Regions from separate parts of the Mus musculus genome. Here region 2 is linked to region 1. The links are chromatin contacts, called in public HiChIP or PLAC-seq maps. All regions are on one chromosome and are shown on one strand. The core of a region is the stretch at or near the end of the contact, and the rest is flanking DNA. Distances in the headings are between cores, read along the strand shown. Region 1 holds the start of Adipor1 (adiponectin receptor 1). Region 2 has its middle 10 kb from the start of Gm46159.

The links. HiChIP or PLAC-seq counts read pairs in DNA pulled down with a chosen protein or histone mark.
Region 2: an H3K27ac HiChIP or PLAC-seq map of hepatocytes shows a contact between it and region 1, with 2.1 times the contacts expected there. The contact joins the enhancer-like site here to the promoter of Adipor1 in region 1. A contact is called at or near these places in 12 of 39 promoter capture datasets (the C10 cell line, the HPC-7 cell line, cranial neural crest and 9 more), 1 of 15 datasets of contacts at CTCF or cohesin (CD8 T cells), 2 of 484 Hi-C or Micro-C datasets (nephron progenitors and rod photoreceptor), 12 of 115 datasets of contacts at active chromatin or transcription factors (the HPC-7 cell line, the SCID.adh cell line, bone marrow-derived macrophages and 8 more) and 4 of 9 other capture datasets (adipose tissue, embryonic stem cells, liver and 1 more).

What each region holds. Positions count from the first base shown.
Region 1 is chr1:134,412,096-134,419,286 of GRCm38.p6, reverse strand. It overlaps Adipor1 (adiponectin receptor 1), which reads right to left and starts at 3,909. Exons shown (of 8, transcript NM_028320.4): 1 at 3,702-3,909.
Region 2 is chr1:134,514,280-134,521,470 of GRCm38.p6, reverse strand. It overlaps the pseudogene Gm15454 and the pseudogene Tuba5-ps. Among named protein-coding and RNA genes, the nearest start is that of Gm46159, 10 kb to the left of the region's middle. Within about 2 kb of position 2,625, at least 39 of the 459 cell types and tissues checked have an H3K27ac peak or open chromatin away from gene starts, as enhancers often do. A contact at or near this core is called in CD8 T cells, the HPC-7 cell line, bone marrow-derived macrophages and 3 more, where this site is marked.

The DNA.
Region 1 (7,191 bases), core at 2,660-5,159:
TCCTCTCAAATGGGCCACACCCAGCACAGCAAATTATGACTGGGCCAAACCCAAGAGGGCATTTTTGCTGGGATTTCTTCCACTCAAGCTAATAAACTTTTACCACTAAGCTTCCCAACTGGATAAATGTAAGCTGTTATAGACTAAAGCCGTGGAGAAGGAGAGGCGTTTGTGTTCCTACAAATAAGATAATCCCGCACTAAACTTGGAGAAAAAGTTGAGTTTTAATCACCAGCCAATTAGCTGGAGAGTTGCCCTTAGAGATTCTGAAGATAATTTATTCTCTGAAGCAGTTTCCAAGTTTTCCAGGCTATGACACATACTTTCCCTGGAGTCTAAGGCAGAGCTTCTAGGAGATCTGACCTAAGGTTCCGGGCCTTTTAAGAGGGTGGGTGAGTTGGGGTCTATCTATGCAGCTTGGCTCTCATTATTCTACAGAGCAGCCTAGCATTCCAGACAAAGATCCATTTTCTCCTCTACCCAGCCTGTTAGGGAGGTTGATTTCATTGCTCCACTGGGGAAAAATGAGTCAAGGCCCCACACTACAGTAATGGGAACTTTACTTGATGCCAAGTGTCACTGCCTCCGAATCTGAAGGGAGACAAGTCACAATCTAACTTCCTTTGAGGCTCTCCTATCTCAACAGAAGAGAAGAAGTCTTTTTAATCTCACAGGCAGGCAAACTTCCCTACAGTCAGCTCCACAGAAAGGAGGAGGAGGAGGAGAGATTTTTTCATGTCATTACCTCAGCTCTTTTTGAGACAGGGTCTTGCTATGCTGTCCTGCCTGGCTTGGGGCATTTTAAGTAACCTAAATTGATCTAGAAACTCTGGCAATCACCCTCCTGTCTCAGTCTCCTGAAAGCTGGGCTTATAGGTATGTCCCATGCCAGCTGCTTAAAAAAAAAAAAATCAAGCTCATTACAAATATTTGGTCAATATAGTTTGTACAGCATAGCACTCACAGTAAACTGTGTACCCCCAAAGTTACTTTAAAACTCTTTATCCCCAAACCCACTTTAAACTGTACACCCCCACGGTCCCACTAAAGCACAAGGAAACTGGTAGGTACTGGCTTAAAAGCCAAGCACCTGGAACTGGTTTGACTAGAGAGTATCTTCAAGATCTTTGCAATTCAATTTGCAGAGTTATAAAGTTTGCTACAAACTTTATAAACATTAGTCATACCCCCATTTCTAAGCAGCAAAATGGGAAGAAGTTCAGCATGGTGAATACTGTTTGATGAGCCAACTGGGGACAAAGGACCATTAAAGACAAAATGTAACAAGTTTGATGAATACCAGTACCAAACAAGAGAAACTCCATGTTACTTAACACAGTGTCAAGCAGACAAGCAGGATAACCTAGCCGGGTGTGTCTGAGCTTCAGCCTGGATTTCCTTCCTACAGAAACAGGGAGAATGCAACTGCCTCCAGCAGGGTAAATTCTGTCCTTTAATCTGAGAGCATCTATTGAGTACTATACAATGCACAGTTCTGGCTATTGCTTCAGGGAGAAGGCAGAGTAAGGAGCTTGGACAGGTTGGTGAGGTCCTTTAAGAAGGGTTGCTAAGCCAGGTGGCGGCCGGTGGTGGTAGTGGTACACACCTTTGATTCTAGCATTTGGAAGGTGGAGGCAGGCAAATCTGAGCTCCAGACCAGCCTGATTTACAGAATTTCAGGACAGCTAGGCCTACGAAGATAAATTCTGTCTAGAAACAAAACAAAACAAAACAAAAACAAAAACAAAAAAACAAAGCAGCAACCAAAAGGGGGTTGCTGAGGGCTGGAGCATGGCCGAATGGCTAAAAGCACTGGCTGCTTTTCCAGAGGGCCTTGCTTTATATCTAGCATTCACATAGGTTCAGTTTTGAACCCATCTTCTGTGGGCAACAGGCATTAACATATGGCCCAAACAGCTGTACACATTTTTAAAATATCTTAAGGGTGTTTATTGAAAATTTTCTTTTATTTTTCCTCCTTTTCCTCTTTTTGTTGTTGTTGTTTTGAGATAGGATTTCTTTTTGTAGCCCTGGCTGTCCCGGAACTCAATCTGTAGACCAGGCTGGCCTCGAACTCAGGGATCCACCTGTCTCTGCCCCCAAGTGCTGGGATAACGATTAAAAGTACGCGTCCCTTCCACCTAGGTGATAATTTGTTTTCTGATAGCATCATTATGAAGCTAAGAGCTAACAGGTGCTGGAGGAACTGAGAAGAAAAACTTCACTTTAGTAGAGATGATCAAAACTTCGTAGATCTTAAGATTTGATAGGCATGGACATCTGAGGCAGGGCATTCCAGGGGTACAGTTGTGTAAACAGCGGTTTACATGGTAGCATGGCTACCCAGAGCATCGAATAATGCACTTTCCATCAGGAAGCTTAAGAAAATGAGGTCACTCTGAAGTGACACAACTTAGCCTACCATTCATTTTAAGGTGCTGACCGCTCCCCTCCTCCTGCCGTGAGGGGGGGGGGGTGGAGTGAGGGGAGGGAGGCGCAGAGGCTATGAAATTAAGGCTGCTTCCTTAATTTATCTTTCACACGGGTAAAGCCACTCATTTACTTCTTTCTCAAAAATCTTGTCGTTTCTGGGCTACTGTGAACACCCCAGCGGAGATTACCCTGCGGGAGTAGGTGCAGTGTTTGAAGGCCCACACCAATGTCTAATACTTCACTAATAACACCAGCTTTTGAAGACTGACTTCTCAAAGACCTTTCACAAAAAATGGACACAAAAACTACTTCTGTAATAAAGAAATGCAGTGGCTGCAGGCCGGGAACCCTGACATTGCAATCCACTTAGCGCCATCCTATCTGACTGAGTTCCTGGCAGTGGACTGATGCTATAAACTCTCAGGAACTGCGACTGCACCATCACAGCCTGCCCTGCATTATCAAAAGGAAAAAAAAAAAAAGCAGTGAGCACATCCCAACATGGCTTTGGTTCTGCAAAGAACCACCTATTGCCATCTTCGTTTGATTTACCACACAACTTAACTGCTGGGTTTTCTGGTCTGTCTGCTAAAGACCCGAGGGAAATAATCAGATTATTATTATAGAAGATCCCATGGTCTCTTAGTGCTCCGCTGACATCTGAAACTATGTAAACTGAAATTTGTCCAGCTTCTTCAACTACGAACCGCCAGAAACTGACGGCGAGCCACTTTATTTTCTTAAAAGCAAGTGCGAGACTCAAATTCTCAAACAAACCAGCATCCATCAACCCTAGATTTCTGAGATGAAATCTGGCCCTTCCCAACACTTCGGCATCTTGTTTACATTCTAGTTGAGTAGTACCTTAGGCCTGTCGAGTCTCCATCAACTTCCCGACCGACCCTATCCAGGAGGGAGCCCCGTCACGTTTGACCTGCGGATCGCGGTGGTGGCCTTAGGGTTCCCGGCCACCCAGGGCCGGTGTTCCCGCACCCAACTCGCAGGCTCAACTCCGGGGGTCGCCAGCAGGGCTGGAACGCGGCCGTCTACCGCGCGGCTGCGGAGACAGCACTCGCGGACTGCCGGGCCCCGACGGCGGCGAGCAGCCCCCCGAACGGAGGCGGTGCGCGGTGGGAGGGGCCGGAAATGTTTACGGAGGACCTTTCGGAGGGCCGGGCGGTGAGCGACGATCCAGGGGCGGGCCACTCCCGTGCTGTCCCCTCCAGAGCCTGCAGGGCCCGCGCCCCGCCCACCCCCGGGACACTTACGGCCTGGCTGGCTGCCTCTGCTGGGGGCCGCGGGCCCGGGCGCTACATCCCGCGGCACTGGAGGCGGCCTGCGGCCGAGGGGCGCCCGATCCTCAGCGCCCTGCCCGCGCCGGAAGGGCCGCGCGACCGCACGGCGTCACCTCCGCAGCCGCGTCACCTTCCCGGCGCTACCTCACCCGCTCCGATCCAGGCATTCCTGCGCGTGCCAATCATCAGGGCGCGCTCAGGCTCGCCCCGCCCCGCCCCTGATCTGACCAATCGCTGGCTCTGGCTGTCCCAGCTTGGCCCTACACTGGCGGACTGCAAAAGCCTCTTCTCCCGGCCTACGACGGGCGCGTGTAGGGGAGTAGGGAGCTGGGAGTAGGGAGCTGGGAAGGCAATCTTAGTTTCCCACCCCACGGCCTCGCTTTTCAGCTCCGAAACACTTTTTTTTTCCTTCTCTTAGTACTGGGAATTGTACCTCTAGGCAAGCCACTATATCTCTAGTACAGAAACACTTTTTCCCCCCTTTTTCCAAGACACGGATTCTCCGTGTAGCCCTGGCTGTCCCGAATTCGCCCTGTAGATTCGCCTCCCTAGTGGCAGGATTAAACAACGCCAACCCACACTTTTATTTTTGTTTGAGAAAGGGTTTAATTGTGCAACCCAGGTGAGCCTTGTACTCGAGGCCATCCTATCTCAGCCTTTCAAATGCTAGGATTTCAAATGTGGGCTACCATACAGCTCCGAAACTATTTCTATATCCATTTTCCAAATCCCTCCCTCTCTTCTTCTGGTATGCTATGTATGGAACGACTACCATGAATCTATTCACTCAACTGATTTAACTTTTGGTTCCTGTTATTTATCAGAAAGGGAGAAGTTATTTCAAACAAGCCTAGCTTGACAATTTTCTGTGCCAGTCCATGTTCCCATGTGACCCAGAGGGCACATCTTAGAAGACAATATAGTGTGCTTCTCTGCCGGAACTGAACCACACAATATAGTATTTTGGGAGTGTTCATTTTCTTATACTCCAAAAAACGATGCACAGCTGTTACTGCTCTAAATGCAAGAAAAGGTGACCAAATGCTAGATGGATGCCCCAGGAGAGTGAAGTCAACTTTGTTCTGGTTAAAAGCATAGACTCTGGGTTCTTGTAGATCCAGTTTCCTTCCCAAGCCAGCCGATCTTTACACATTACTGAGTCCTTCCAAATCACTACTTAACCTTGAAAACGAAGGGAAATGATGCTACTTTCAGGTCTGTCAGGACTAAGGACATTTCAGGTGCTACTTTCAGGTCTGTCAGGACTAAGGCAGTGTCTGCATGATGCCTGGCAAATGGATAGAGTTTCATAACAACTAGCTATTGTTAATATATTACCTGGGGCTGGAGAGATGGCTCAGCAGTTAAGAACACCCACTGTTCTTCCAGAGGTCCAGAGTTCAATTCCCAGCCACCCACATGGTGGCTCATAACCATCTTAATTGGATCTAATGCCCTCTTCTGGTGTGTCTGAAGAGAGCAATGGTATACTCATATACATAAAATAAATAAATAAATCTTTAAAAAAAACAGTTGACTAGAAACCTATATTTTAATAAAAATAATAATAATAAATTACCTGCTGTACAAAACAAAATCTGGAAACTTTATTTTTCTTCAAGACAGGGTTTCTCTGCGTAGCCCTGGCTGTCCTGGAACTCACTTTGTAGACCAGGCTGGCCTCAAACTCAGAAATCTGCCTGCTTCTGCCTCCTGCTAGGATTAAAGGTGTGTGCCACCACGCCCGGCTGCTCCCCCTTTAAGTGTTAAATTATTTGTTTTTAAAAATCTTTTGTTTTTTTCAAGATAGTTTCTCTGGGTAGAGCTTGCAGGCCAGGCTGCCCTCACACTAATGGAGATCTGGCAGGGGAGCCCCACCACCGCCCACAGCATGGCCCTTTGCAAGCTGGCTTTAAGCTTCTTCCATCGGGCCTCATCTTCTTCCATCTTTCTTTGGTATTCTGGACCTTAGTAAATTTCTCCTACTTCTCATTCCTCTGGCTTTTGCATCCTGATCCTTCTGTGAACTGCTCTTCCCTCACCTGTTTCCAAAAGATCCAAGCAGTTTCCAATGCTCAGCTCTTGGTTTGTTTTGGCTTTGGCTACAGATAATCCTAAATTCAGCTTCTGGCTCTGCCAACCACTGACCAGCTGCATTTCTTCTCACAAATCCTTAATCTTCAACTCACAGGATTAGCATAAGGATTATATTGTGCAATATAGGCAAAATCCTTCAAATGGTACCGGGTACATGTCTGCTAACAAGATGTAAATTCTTCCTCTTTCTCCATCCCCTCCTATTAGGGCCCTAGTGTCCTAGAACCCCAGCTCTGCAGTGGTGTTGATCACTCAGTGCTGTGATCTTAGATTGAAGGAGTTCGAGAGAGAAAGTCTGTCACCAGCTCTCCTTTGTCACAGCTGCAACCTCGGAAAACACGCTTGCTCACATGATAGTTCCTTAGTAAATGTTTGCAATCATTTCTTCACAAAGCAAGGACTAGTAAGCTTCCACACAGGACACTCTCTACTGGGCTGCTCCAGCAAGTTCAACAATCCTAAGAAAGAATTTCCTTTCTGAGGGTGAGGTGGCTCGCAGAGCAGTGGCATACACATACTAGCTGATCAAGATTTAATATTAAGCTGGGCATGGTGGCGCACGCCTTTAATCCCAGCACTCAGGAGGTAGAGGCAGGCAGATTTCTGAGTTCAAGACCAGTCTGGTCTACAAAGTGAGTTCCAGGACAACCAGGTCTATACAGAAAAACCCTGTCTCGAAAAACAAAACAAAACAAAACAAACAAAAAAGATTAATATCAGATGGAGTAACACCCAATGGACTTTACTGAAGAACCTATTCTATTGCTACTGGGGTGTGTGTGTGTGTGTGTGTGTGTGTGTGTGTGAATTCTGAGGGTCCCTATAAATCTTCTGTCAGGGGTCCCAGAGACAGAAATGCAGTTCCATACAAAACCAAATGCAAACAAAAAAATGTTGAGAGCCTGGAGAAATGGCTCAGCAGTTAAGATCACCACTGCTCTTCCAGAGGACCAGTGTTCAATTCTCAGTGCCCATATGGCACAAGAGTTCCAATGTCTGTAACTCCAGTTCCATGGGATCTGATGCCATCTTCTGGCATTCTTGAGTACTGTATGCATGTGGTGCATAGACATATAAAATAATATATGTAATATATAATATAAAAATAGACATAAAATAGATGAAAAGCAAAACTAAACTAATCCTCCTACTGAATCCAAAACATTGTTTTCTCCCAATGAGACTAACAGTGAAGCCACGCCTAGTCCTATCCTGGGAGAACTGAGTAGACTGGATCAGGAGTTCTCCAGCTTAGACAGCTATTTAGGACTGATAGGCCTGAGAGAGGCCAACTCGGTCCAGTCACCAAATCTGTGCAGAACTGGTGATGTCAGGTTACTTTTTAAAGACGTCTCATCCAAATGGA
Region 2 (7,191 bases), core at 1,376-3,875, 100 kb before region 1:
TACAAGTGCAGAGCACAAGAAGCCTTCTGCACACTCTAATCTGATGAAGGCCTTTCTGTATGTCCCAAATTGTTCTCGGAGCCAGATGTGTGATGCACATGTACAATTTCCGCACCCCAGAGGCTGCGGCAGGAGAAGCTCAAGCTCCTGGTTAGAGTGATCTACGTAGCAAGACACTGTGGAGGTGGGGAGCAATTCCCTTCAGATGGTGAGCCCTATCGTGGTCCTGCCCTGGTATATCTGAACAAGGAAGCCACTCCTTTGGCTTCTGGCCCATATGCCTCACTTCTCAGACAAATTGAGGGTTACCTGCCCTATCCTTTCCAGTCCTAGTGCATTTATGTCTCCTGGAATTTCTCCTAGGAACCACACAGGTTATGTGCTAATCTTTCTCTTCACCTTCAACTTGCCTTGAACCCTGTGGGACACCAGTTTACAAACTGGATGTTGCCCTAGGACTTGTCGGCAGCAATAGCAGCTTGCCCATTCACAGGCACTAAGTTTCCATGGTAGAGCAGATGGCAGGCCGTGTACTCACCGTTCCTGACCAACTGATTAGAAAGTTCAAGGCTCACTGATCTTTGACACAGAGCTGCTTATGGTGGGCCTTCTCAGCAGGGACAGAGGTCATCAGTGGAGACTGGATCCAGGGTAGAGCACTGCGAATTCTGGTTTCTTTAAAAACCCAGTTATGTTATGTGACTGTGTTTTCATTTTAATCCCAGGTGTGGGATAAGAGGCTGCTTCACAGCCGGTGATTATGTTTTGCCTTGTGAACTAGCAGGGGTGTGATTTTTGCCAGTTACATATAGTTCAATGCTGGGGACTCTGGAGAGGGTATAACTCCCAGAGCCCCAGGAAGGGCCAGGGCACTATGGAAAGAGGCTGCTGCTTCTGGCTGCTGCTGTTGAAGTTTGACAAGAAGTTGGAGATATCCTGACGACAAAGATTAGACTTGCCCCAAGGACCTCAACGTCCCTAATCAGCAGGAAATAGTCTATTTTGTTGGCTTAAAGATATCTACAGCCCCTTTCCCCTCTAACCATCTTTCTCTCCTACCTAGTGTTGGGGGTCAGAAGGGATCAGGGTAGGATAAGTATTAGACGAGAGGTAGAGATATAAGAACCCAATAAAATACTAAAAAAAAAAAAATGCCACTAGGGCAGGGTACCAAAATGACCTGGAACTCCAAAAGGTCCACACCGAGGGCACCATCAAATACCTGGTATTGGCGATGGCAGAAATGACCTGGCCAATGAACCTGTTGTAGGTCAAAAGCTCAATGTTCAAGCTGCAGTGACAGATGTCATAGCTGGCCTTGCAGTTTACCACGAAGGTCCAGCCTGAGGACGTCAGAGTTGTGTTGAGACTTAAAGGTGGAGTTGTAGGGCTCTCCAAGTGCTGTGGATACTTAAGGGTCTGGGTAGAGAGAAAAAAAAAAACCCAACTTTTTACTTGAGATAAAGGTAGGGTTGTTTTAGCAGGGAGTTAAAAACCAAGCTGAGCTGCCTCATGGTGCTGGAAGGTCAGCAAGCTCTTGGGCACAGTGTACTGGTCTGTCTACAGAAGGGACATCACTGTTAAGGATACAGGTGGCATGTCCCTTGTCTAGAACCCCTCTCTCTTAGGGAACACTTGACTGTTCATACAGTGATTACCTAAATACATTTTCATTCCCTTCCACATAGTAAAGATTTTGAAGTATAGTTTATACTCCTATATTTTATATGTAGAACGAATGGTTTCACAAGCCTGTATACTTATATAACCAAACCACACAAGAAATAGAAATTATATAACCAAACCAATGAAGATATAAAAACTCCCATCATCACCCAAATGGATCTTACGTCATTTTGCTTTACCTCTATAGAGATAAAGAAAGCATACAAGAGGCTTGGAGTTCTTGGCACAGGTGGCCTAGACAGGACAGGTGAGATGGTTGACTCTAGACAAATCGTCACATCCCACCCCACCCTGGAACCTCAGAACCTGCAGGTTTACCAAGTACCCTAGCAATTCTGATAGTGTTCCTTGGGCCAGAAAGGCATCCATCAACCAATTATGTGCATAATGACAGTACAAGAAAGGTCTAAAAAAAAAGCCCAGGAGGCCGGGCGGCAGTGGCGCATGCCTTTAATCCCAGCACTTGGGAGGCAGAGGCAGGTGGATCTCTGAGTTTGAGGTCAGCCTGGTCTACAGAGTGAGTTCCAGGACAGCCAGGACTGCACAGAGAAACCCTGTCTCGAAAAACAAACAAACAAACAAACAACAACAAAAAGCCCAGGAGACGCTTTGTTTTACCTTCATTCTGAGGAGGGGAGCACAGAACCCAAAGGCCCCAGTTTCTACTGCAGCGCTGACCATGTCTACACCAACGCTGTAGAGCACTAGAGCCAAAGAACTGGCTCCAGCTGGCCTCACTCTCAGACTAAGGAGCAAACTGGAAAAGCATTTAAGAGCTAAAGGAGGCTCTCCCAGCTGGAGGGATCTACAGAGTCCAAGAACAACAAGCGGGGCTGATAGACATAGATCACAGTTCAAAGAAGGTTAGGACCAGATAGTTGGGCAAGCGAGGAAGCAGCCAAGAGAAGTGGGAGGAACTCTGGGTAGAGCCGGCTATTCAAGCTTCCAAGCCCAAATCCAACACCAAGCAGGACACAGAGCTCCCCCTAGGGGATGGCTGGATAGATAGAAAGCACAGCGGAATGACGTCTGCGGTAACAGATGCAGTTCGTGGTTCTCCCATTTCCTGTTCATGGTAATCTTCTTCTTTTTTTTTTTTTTTTAACAGATCTTGCCTGAGTTTATTTGTAAGAACAGCATAGGACACTGGTCATCTGCAAATACTGTGTGGGGAGGTGTGTCACAGCAGTCCGTCTGTCTTCACACTGGCAGGAGTCATTTCTATGGGGCCTTCACAGGGGCCTGGGTACCTTTGGGGGCCTGAGCACCTTTGGGAGCCTGGGCTGGAGCTGAAGCCTGGGCCTTAGCTGGAGCTTTGGCCCCTGCCTTGGTTTGGACCTTAGGCTTCGGTTGGCAGAGCCTCTGACCCTTGGCCATGTAGCTTCGAATCCGCTTCCCAAGCTTAGGGTGAGCGATGAAAGCCAGCCGCTTGAGTTTGGGGCCTTTTGGCATCTTGGGCTTGATGGCCTGAGGCTTCACCAGGGCCTTGATGGCCTCTGCGCGCGCACTCACTGCCTTTGCATTGTTGGCCTGCATCTTCTTCAGGCCTTTCTTGTTGTGTTTCTTGGCAAAGCGCATGTTCCTCAGGAACTTGGGGTCAACCCCCTTAAGAGATTCGTATCTTTGCGACCGGGGTTTCTTGATGCCATTTCTGTGCCATTTGCGGGACTGGTTGTGTGTGGTGTGGTTCTTGGACTTGGCCATGTTTGCACGGTAACCCGCGGCCCCCGCAGCGCCTGAGACCGGAAGAGAAAAAAACCATGGTAATCTTCTAAGGCAGAAAGAGAGGGCTAAGGACTAGTGACCTCCTGCCGATGCCAAGGCCACCTGGTTCCATGCGCCAGGTTTCAGATTCATTTCATGACCAGATCGATGGTCTCCTCTCCCATTAGTACACTGTCATGGGCACAGTTGCCTCTGATCATGAAAGAGCTGCCCACAAATGCCAGCTCCTAATTCATCTTGAGAGGAAGGAGAAAGACAGAGGCAAAAGGGTCTAATCTCATTTCCTGAGAGGGCCCGAGGCTCTGCAAGCTTTGCTGTGATGGCGCTGTTTAAGGGTAACAGCACAGCAGAGGGCTGGACGTGCCGATCTCTGTGGACCCACTTCTGTTTGTTTTTGTTTTTTGTTTGTTTGTTTGTTTTTTCGAGGCAGGGTTTTTCTGTGTAGCTCTGGCTGTCCTGAAACTCACTCTGTAGACCAGGCTGGCCTCGAACTCAGAAATCCGCTTGCCTCTGCCTCCCAAGTGCTGGGATTAAAGGTGTGCGCCACCACTGCCCAGCGTGGACCCACTTCTAAATCCATGTTCCCATTGGACAGAGAAGGCATCTAAGGCACCATTAACACTCCATTCTCTAGCTAGGCGTGGCAGTGTATGTCTATAGTTCCCGCCCATGGAAGACGGAGGCAGGAAGATCAAGAGTTCAAAGTCAACCTCGCTCTATAGTGATTTTGAGGCTAGCCTGGGCTACATGAGATGAGAGCCTGTTCTAACAATCTCTTCTCTCTGATTGTTAGAACTCCATTTTGCCTGGCAAGGAAATCAGTCTTCAGAAGAATCTTGCTTTACTATGGAGTAAGAAACAAAGGAGAAAGCCCAGCCCACAGTTTAACACCTAAAATATCAGCTTCATAAAGGTGGGGGAAGGGTACAGTTGTCAGGAAACTGGGGGACTTCAGATGCAGAAGATGGGACCAGTCAAGTTCACACAGGTCTATCCTGTTAGAGGGCCCATTACAGGTCCATCCTGTTAGAGAGCCCACTTCAGTCAAAGCTAAGCAAGGGGCTGTCAGGAATGTTCTCAACTCCAGCTCCTTGGGCTGCACTATCCTCAGAGCCTGAGTGGGGAGAAAAAGAAGGTTAAGATTTTTATTCTCTCCCGTTCCTTTCCGCATACCAAGCCTTCATACCAGGTCTGACCCTTGACTCAAACATCTGGTGGTTTCTAGGCAGAACAAGCCACTAATCCCCCTCTTAGCAAAGCACAGGAACTCCTCCTGTCCGCAGACCCCCTCCCCTGGATTCCCTAGCTCCTCCCTCCCCAGCGCTCAGCTTCCAGACAAAAGCCATAGGCTTCAGGCTCTGGTGTTGTTCTTGGCAAGGGACCACCTGCATTCTAAGTGTTTTCTCCCTAAGAAGGGCTTCCCACTGATTTCAGGGCTGGCAAGAAATATGGGCTGCCCTCACAGCTGTGACAGCAGGCTCCAGGTCCACAAAGACAGCCTGGGGGATATGTTTCCCAGACTGTCTCACTGAAGAAGGTGTTGAAGGACTGAATCCTTTCTGCACCCAGGATCTTGCCTGTCAGCATGGTGTGTCATGGGCTATGTCCAGGTCCAGGCCATGGAACCCTTTGTGTCTGCAGGGATACCCATCTAGACCCTGGCTTGGTCAGGAGAATGGGGGATACATTCAAACTGATAGGGAAACAGAGCAGCATGGCATGCTGTATGTGGGGAGCAGCGAGGGACCTGAAGAGCCATTTTAAGAAGAGCCCTTCACCCCAAGGCTGAAGCTGTGTGTTGTTGGGTTTGAAATCCCAAAGACTGGGCTCTCTTTCTAAGTCTTCCTACACTTGGAAACCAACAACCTCCGGAAGCTCACTCTCCTTCACTTAGGGAGACAGTGAGTGAGCTTGGATCTTGCAGGACAGGAACTAGAGGAAGCCAAAACCAATCAACCAAATCCCACTGCATCTCTGCCTTCTGTTGTCTCTGGCAAGTGCAAAGAGTCTGTATGCCAGGGCAGATGTACTCAGAGCTTCCAGCTTCCAGCGCTGGGCCTTGGAGAGGTCTCCCCCATGGTAGCACCTCTGTCTCCTCCACATTCCCAAGGGGCAGAATCAAGTGAGGACTAAGGGAGTTATATCCAGTCTTCTGAAAATGTGCCCACACTCACCCGTCGCTGACTCCCACAGTAGAGACAGGTCAGCTCAGGCTGGTTTCACATTCAAGGGTCACACAAGAGGCTGGAAGACCTACCACACCTTCAGCTCTCCTCACCCTGGAAAGTTGTATAATGTGGAGACTCTCCTATTCTCTCTCTCTCTCTCCCTCTCCCTCTCCCTCTCCCTCTCCCTCTCTCTCTCTCTCTCTCTCTCTCTCTCTCTCTCTCTCTCTCTCTCTTTTTCTCGAGACAGGGTTTCTCTGTGTAGCCCTGGCTGTCCCGGAACTCACTCTGTAGACCAGGCTGGCCTTGAACTCAGAAATCTGCCTGCCTCTGCCTCCCAAGTGCTGAGATTACAGGCGTATGCCACCACCACCCGGCGATTTTCTCATTTTTTTAAGACTCTGTGTGTGTGTGTGTGTGTGTGTGTGTGTGAGAGAGAGAGAGAGAGAGAGAGAGAGAGAGAGAGTTTGGTGTATATATGTGTGGTATATGCCCACATGTGTATGGGTATGCTTGTACCTGAGGCCGTAAAGGAGCCAGAGGACAGAAACCTGGAGGCAGGAGCTGATGCAGAGACCAAGGAGGGCTACTGCTTACTGGCTTGCTCCCCATGGCATGCTCAGCCTGCTTTCTTATAGAACCAGGGACTACCAGCTTAGGGATGGCACTACCCACAATGGGCTTGGCCCCTCCCCCATCATCACAATTAAGAAAATATCCTACATATGAATCTTATGGAGGCAAGTTTTTGTTTTGTTTTGTTTCAGTTGAGGTTCTTTCCTTTGGATGACTCTAGCTTGTGTCAAGTTGACATAAAACCAGTCAGGACAGTCCCCACAGTGCAGAGGCAACTCATAGCTACTGGGGATCTGAACTCGGGTCCTCAGGCTTGCATAGCAACACTCAGCAGCTGCCTCTGAGGCAGCTCTCCAGGCCTCCCCATTCTTCACCCCAACACCCATTCCAGAGGGCAAAGGGTCTGGTTTGGCTTTAAACAGGACCTCATTCTGTAGCTCTGGCTGGTCTCAGACTTGCACACACAGTCCTGCCTCTGCCTTCACAGTGCTGGGATCAAAGGCATGGATCATTGCACACATCTTTTTTATTTTATGTACATTGTAGCTGTCTTCAGACACACCAGAAGAGGGCACTGGATCCCATTACAGATGGTTGTGAGTCACTGTGTGGTTGCTGGGAATTGAACTCGGGACTTCTGGAAGAGCAGTCAGTGCTCTTAACCGCTGAGCCATCTCTCCAGCCCTGTTAGTCTTAGTTTAACTGTTGTATTATATTTGTGATCACACTGTCTTGGACAAAAAGTGGCAAGCAGAGATGAAGGATCATTAGAAAAGTCTCCAGGGCCTACTATCACCCCGTTCTTTAAAGAGAACTTCAGGTCCCTGGGGTGCTTTTGTGTGTACTTCTTAATCAGACTAGAAATTCAAACCAAGCCTTCACAGGGTGTTACCATTTCCCCGGTACATAGCAAGTCACAGTTTCCCAATCCCCGGCTGGAAGAAGTGGATGAGAGCAGCCAGGCTAGCCCTCAAAGTGCCACCAAATTGTACAATATAATATTTCACTGTCGCGCATTTGAGACAGTGTGGCTGCGTTT